2 separate regions of the Mus musculus genome follow, and region 2 is linked to region 1. Evidence: chromatin contacts called from public Hi-C data. All regions are on one chromosome and are shown on one strand. The core of a region is the stretch at or near the end of the contact, and the rest is flanking DNA. Distances in the headings are between cores, read along the strand shown. Region 1 holds the start of Farp1 (FERM, RhoGEF (Arhgef) and pleckstrin domain protein 1 (chondrocyte-derived)). Region 2 overlaps Farp1 (FERM, RhoGEF (Arhgef) and pleckstrin domain protein 1 (chondrocyte-derived)).

Region 1 (3,159 bases), core at 323-2,822:
TTAAACCCATCCATGTCATGTCCCAACCTCAGAAATCAGTCTGGCCACTGTCTTCTTATCCTGTGAAGAGACTCTGAACCTGTGGTCGGTTCCCCATTATAGCGGTTCTTAAGGTGTGATAATTGCTTGAATTTGCTTTCCTTTACTGGGCCTGGTGGTTCAGACCGAAATCCTAATGCTTAAGAGGTAGAGGCACGAGGACCAGTCTGGGCTACATGAGGAGACTTTCTGGGGAGGAGTGGGAGAGGAATTTAAAATCGAGTGCTGCTGCTCTTGGTGGCAGTTTGACCACTACACTTAAGAAAATTACTGGCTGAAAATAGCTCACCCATACTTGTAAAGCCACACACAGTTTGGCCACAGAGCTAGCTTCCAACCCACCCATGATTCTCTCTAGCAAATCGCCCAAGGCCTGTCTGGTTCCCCAGAGGCCAGAGGGATTTTGCAGCATGCAAGAAACAGCCCCAACCCTCCGCAGACTGCTTTTGACTCCCATGACTTACAGGTGCCCCTCTCTGATAATCAAGCTTTCATGTCTTCAGCCTCCCTCCCTAGCCACAGAGACAATTTCACTTGGTTAAGTTCAGTTGTAGCTCCGTTGTAGTTGCGACTGAGGTCAGTGAACTCCTCCAGGGTGGAAAATGACCGGAATCTGAGCCAAATTGGCTCTAGGGGCGGGTCCACACTAGCCTCTGGATCCGGCAGAACAAGGCTTTCCTGTGTTCCATACGGTCAGTGGCCCAAGATCTTTCCCAGACAGAGACAGGGAAGAAGGACGAAGGAAAAATGGCACCTAGTGGGTGGGGATAGTGATTGAAAGTCACCTAGTATCGTGGGCCTTCTGATCATGAATCTTCCGACTATATCACCAAGTTCTGGGGGAAAAAAAAACGGAATCAAATAACTGCAAGTCATTCTAAATCTCGCCACACTAAGCAGGGCATTCTGCTGTCCCTGGTCGGAGAGAGGTGGGGTTGGGCACTGTCCTGGGATTCGCTCAGGTGGTGGGCACTGAGCCCGAGCAGCATCAGAGGTGGCACCTGTGTCTCTGGCATTGAATACCGCGCCGCTTAGGGTGGTGCCGGAAGCCTGCGCTAGTGGCCTGGAAGGGGTGGGGGGCGGAATTCGTGGGTCTTTGTAAAACGCTTTCCACGTGATGTCGTAGTTCTCTGTCAGGCTTCCAAAGGCGACCTGCGGAGTCAGTGCCACGAATCTCCCTCCGGGCCTCCGCATCCCGCTGGACACCAGCGACTAGCGCTCGCGTCTCCGCGGTGGCGCTTCTTCCCGCTCTTGGCTTGGTGGTGCAGCTCAGACACCAGCTCTTGCCACACGCCCAAGTAAGGCACAGCTCCAGGGTGGCGTGGCCCTGCCCACGGTCCACCTTTCTGCGCACCTGCCTCCGGGGCGGGGCGGAGCGGGGCGGGGCCGCTGTGCGGGCGCAGGTCACGGCTCGGACGCTGGAGGGGGCTGTGGCTCTCCGCCGTCCCCAGGCTGTGCCCAGGCTCCCCCTGCCGAGGGCTCGGCCCAGGCCCTGGGAGGGGCAGTGGTGGCCCTCATTTCCCGCTCAACAGCCTCGGAGGCGGCTGGTCCCGGCGCGGGCGCAGCGGCTGCGGGGAGCGGGGAGCCCGGAGAAGGTGCGGGGCGGGGACGCGGCCACCGCCCGCTCTGCGCCGCTCCTCCCCACGCGAGTGGCGCTCGGGCCGGGCGTCGAGGCGGCCGCGGCGACCCGGAGCTCGCTCCCCACCCACCCCGCCTGCTCCGCCCTCCCCTCCGCCCCGCGCCACCTTTGATGGCTCGGACCTCGGCCGGCCGCCGCCTGCCTAGCTCGCGCGCCCGCCGCCCGCGGGGACCCCTCGCTCGCCGCCGCCGCGCCCTCGCCAGCCTTGCAGCCCGCAGCCCGCAGCCCGGACCCGGAGCCACCGAGGTAGGAGGCGTGCGGCGAACAATGACCGCGGCGGGAGGGCGGCCGCCTGGGTGGACCGGGCCGCGGCGGCAACTTGTGCGAGTCCCCGCGCTCGCGGCCCTGGGCGCCGGCCGAGCTGGCTGCGGAGTCCACGGGAACGGTCCTTTTTGTAGCCGGCGGCCGCAGGCCCCGCAACAATAGCAGAAGCCACGGTTCCTCGGGCACCGGTGGAGCTCACCTCCGCGGACCTGGGCTGCGGGGCTCTGAGCTCGTGGGTTCTCCCCAGCTTGGCTTCCTCTCCTTGGGCGCCCCTCCCCCGCTTCCTCCCATCCCACCCTGCCGGGTGACAGCGCCCCCGACGCCTCTTCCGGACCTCAGGCTGCAATCTCGGCTCTGGAGGTCCGTCTCCCGGCAGCACGGGTGCCGCCGTGCCGCCGGGTCACTGCATCTCGCCCACGGGCGGCGAGAACCTCCCGGTGGGTGACAAAGAGGAACACGCCCTCTTAAGTTAGATCTTGTTTCTCTTTACTCTCTGCCTTATGGAGGGGGAAGTTTCCCCCTCCCTTTTTAAAGCACAGGATATATATTATTATTTTTGTGTGGGGGGACGGGGAGTTCAGAACTTCTGATTGTGATTTTTTACGATTTAAGTTCGGAAAACTTTAGCCTTGTGATCCATCCGGACCCCGGTGAGTCTTAGACCTAGGGGTCGTGGAGGAGTACCAGATTCCTTGTTGGGACCCGGAAACCACGGCTGGCAGGGATTTTCTAGAGTCCCCCTAGAAAATAGGGAGGTAGGGCTCACAAAGGAACGAGGTTTGAGACGTGCTGGTGAAGATGTGGGAGCGAATAACTGCCTCTCATCTGGAACAGTTTACCAGGCTCAGCTTCTCCTCCCCTCCCCGGCTCCGGCTCCGGAGTTCAGTGGCCTCCGGCTGTTTCATTTATTTTTGTTTCAGCCTTCCTCCGTGCTAGTTTACCGCGTTTGACAACCTTAAACCTGGCCCCTGCCCATGGTTTACCCTCCAGACTTCCAATCCCTCCCTTAGTAGGCAGCGTTTTCTGACCATAACCTCGACCCAACGATGGGCCATGTTTAATGTGCTTTGCACGTGGGGACTTGGCCAAGCCCACTTCAGAACATTCCCCTAGCGTTGTCTTACTTCTCTTTTTCTATCTGAACAAGGAATGGAGAAAGAGGGGGAAAGCCTTTTGGATTATGAAAGCTTTAGTTGAGGAGTTGCCTTTAAAAATTG
Region 2 (3,159 bases), core at 422-2,921, 230 kb after region 1:
TATGGAGGCAGGAAGATTGCAATGAGGTCGTATGCCATTCAAAATGAAATGACTGGAAAAAATAAAGGGACCTCGGCCTCGAACACATGGCAGGCTTTTCTGGTACCCGTAGGCTAGCCCTCTGAGACTGGTGAGCTGCTTGTTGTCTTCTTTGTACCAGGACCTGTCTTCTCAATGATTTTCCAATAAAGCCCAGCAGAGCAGCTCATAGTGGGGAGTGCTGCAACTCTAAGTCGCTCCAGCAGAGGGTGCCTATCCATTCCAGAAAGTAGTTAGTTATCTGTGCTGCAAACTCCATCCCTGGCTGTACTTGAAAGCCATGGAGGGATTTGAAAAATGCAGATTGCTAGGCTGCTGTCAGCCCTGTTTAGTTTGGACTTTGGAGTTGAGACCTTGAAATTTTTATTTTTCGGGTACTTCTCGGGGTAACTGCTCTGGGGAACAGCTGGCACCTCTGCCCAGTAAATGGTAAATACTGAACATAGGAGTCTTTGGTTTGCGCTTCACAGAGTGAATTGAATTGCACTTCTTTATTCTGTGTGCAAGCACGATGAGTTCCATGCGTGAAGGGCACGGACTGTGGTTCTGTTTGCTAAAGGACTGATCCCCCAAACTAACTCTTAAAGAGGATCTGTGGAGCTTCAGGAGGAGCGGCCCCGAGGGAGATTATGGGACGGGGCCTGTCTTCTCAGATTCCTGGCTCGAAGTGTGAGTCCTTGTTAAAACAAGCAATCACACCATTACCACCAGCCTTCCTACCCAACGCGCAACACCATGGCCACGGGGCTGCTTGAACCAGGAAGGCTTTGAGCTCTGTAAACCTTCTTCTCTTTATGGGTAGCTCGTCCCTGGTATTCTGTGGTAGGATCAAGAAGCCGACTAGTGTAATTAGTGACTCTGTGGCTTGGGCTTTGCTCACAGAAGGCAGTGGGCCAAGGGTCTGCAAAGGAGGGTTCAATGTCCCAGAGAGGCACAGAACCCTGCTTCTAGCCTGGCGTTGGAGGACATATGGGACAGTAATGCCTACATAAAGCAGGCAACTGTGGCCTGATTACAGTCAGTGAGAAGAATGGGCTACCGCTGAGTTTATTAGGAAGGGAGTTTGCGCAACTACAGACAGAGAGAAAGCTTAGGTAAAGGTTTATGCTTCTATGTATTATCACATAGGAAACAAACGAAAGAAGTAAAGGAAGGAGGATGCCTGGGAAACACAGGTTAATTAACTCATGTTAATTAAGGTAGTTAAGAAACGAAGTGACTGTTGTAGAACACTTTGCTAGCACACACAGACGAAGCCCTGGATCACAGCAGAATCTGAGGTAGACATCCAGCCGTCCGTGGCTGAGCGGTACTTGCTCACCTGTAAACTGTGAGTCGGAAGGTACCCCTCACAGGACTGTTTCATACATGTAAAGATCGAGTGTTGGCAACCGGCTCCACCTCTGTGCCCCACACAGAAAGGAGGAAAGCTGATAGGTTTGGGATTTTGATTTGATTTTGTGTATATGTGTGATAGGTAGGTATGTGCAGGTCAGAGGATAACTTTGGGGGTTGGTTCTTGCCATCTTGCTGCAGTGGGGTCTCTTGTTTCTGTTGTGTTGCACACTCCAGGCTCTGGCCCACACGCTTCTGGGTGATTCTGCTGCCTGCACCTCCCATCTTGCCACAGGCATGCTGGGATGGGCAGATGTAAGCAGCCACTTCCGGCTAAAAAGAAAACACACACACACACAAAACCCCATGGACCCTGGGAATTAAACTTCAGGCTTGGCAGCCACTGATTTCCCACTGAGCCATCTCCTGGTAAGAACCTAAGTAAGCGTTCTAAAAAGTTAACTGAATTCGAAACACTCTTAGATTTGCTGGCTTGATAAATTTCCTGTGCAGGCCTCCCTCCCTCCCCTCTAGTTGAGCATGCTCTGTGTCACGTGAAAACAAACCAGCAGTGTCCTGTTCTGGTGTCAAACTGTAGATTTTATTCCTTGCTATTTTCTGGCTTTGGCAGTTTTCTTCTGATTTGATTTGGTTTGGTTTTGGTTTTGGTTTTTCCTGGAACTTGCTCTGTAGATCAGGCTGGCCTGGCCTGAAACTCACAGGGATCCCCCTGCCTCTGCCTTCAGAGTGCTGGGATTAAATCAGGTGCCACCATGCCCAGTCCATTGCTGTTTCCAGTTATTATTGTTAAAAGAAAGAAATAGAAAGTTTTGCTGCATGAGAAGTTCCTCGGATTCGATGCAGGTGTGGTTCCCCCTTGGCAGGCCCACAGGGGACTGTAGACCTGTCAACGGTGGGGAAACCCAGGGCAGAACTCAGATCAGGAGGTTTGCTGGAATGCTTCGGCCACCCCAAGTCTGTTAACACCCTTGTCCCTCTGCGCCATGCAAACATACCCAAGCAGAGGATGAAGGCCTAAGGCTGCACAGAGCTGGCCCAAGCCGACGTACGCCTTCCTCAGAACAGAACAGTAACTTGACTGATGAGTTCTGCGATGGGGCTGGAACGCTCTTTTTCTTTTTCCTTTTGAAAGCAAAGTCCTGCTTACTCAGCTGTTCAAACACACTCAGAGAAAGCCACCTTGGGATGGGCGGACGCTCCATCCAACACACAGCTACCCCACCTCCAAGGTAGACGGAGAACCTGTCCAGAGACAGATTCTCCAAGTTTGAAAATGGCAGGGACCTGCAGGGCCAGCGGAAGAAAGAGCAGCACCTTGCTCATGGTACTGCCCTGCCTGCCGCTGGCTCCCCTTGCCCTCTCTGAGCTGTCTGTATGCTGTCTCAAATTACTTTCCCTCACCATCACAAAGCCTCAAAAAGCAGAATTGTCCTTTATATCCAGTCAGCGTTTACACCAGGCCTACACTAGTTTAAAGATAAATTCCTACTTAGGCCCAGAGGAGACCTCAGCTCTTTGAGTCCAGTCAGATGCGTTGGGTGGCCCAACACTAGGTTTTGATCTGAATTCTGAACACCCTGTTCCTCATTCTTGAGGGCCTTTCTCTCCTGTGTCTGTCTGCCTGATCAGCAGATGAGGGTGGGGGGAGGGAGGGAGAGGGTTAGTTCTCAGTAGCTCAGAGGAGCAAGCAGACCTTTCTGCACCTCCCTCTGGTGTCCTAGCCATCATTGCAGATGCTGCACTTCCTGTGGTGACAGCTTTGAG

The links. A called contact is a pair of places that touch in the nucleus more often than the background predicts.
Region 2: a contact with region 1 is called in a Hi-C map of Th2 cells, with 2.3 times the contacts expected there. The contact joins the enhancer-like site here to the promoter of Farp1 in region 1. A contact is called at or near these places in 13 of 39 promoter capture datasets (the 3T3-L1 cell line, cranial neural crest, embryonic stem cells and 7 more), 1 of 15 datasets of contacts at CTCF or cohesin (embryonic stem cells), 17 of 484 Hi-C or Micro-C datasets (the AML12 cell line, the C2C12 cell line, the HL-1 cell line and 9 more), 15 of 115 datasets of contacts at active chromatin or transcription factors (craniofacial prominence, embryonic basal ganglia, embryonic forebrain and 11 more) and 3 of 9 other capture datasets (adipose tissue, embryonic stem cells and pancreatic islet).

What each region holds. Positions count from the first base shown.
Region 1 is chr14:121,034,002-121,037,160 of GRCm38.p6, forward strand. It overlaps Farp1 (FERM, RhoGEF (Arhgef) and pleckstrin domain protein 1 (chondrocyte-derived)), which reads left to right and starts at 1,573. Exons shown (of 27, transcript NM_134082.3): 1 at 1,573-1,924.
Region 2 is chr14:121,259,765-121,262,923 of GRCm38.p6, forward strand. All of the region lies in intron 16 of Farp1 (FERM, RhoGEF (Arhgef) and pleckstrin domain protein 1 (chondrocyte-derived)), which reads left to right. Among named protein-coding and RNA genes, the nearest start is that of B930095G15Rik, 13 kb to the left of the region's middle. Within about 2 kb of position 1,672, at least 39 of the 459 cell types and tissues checked have an H3K27ac peak or open chromatin away from gene starts, as enhancers often do. A contact at or near this core is called in Th2 cells and memory CD8 T cells, where this site is marked.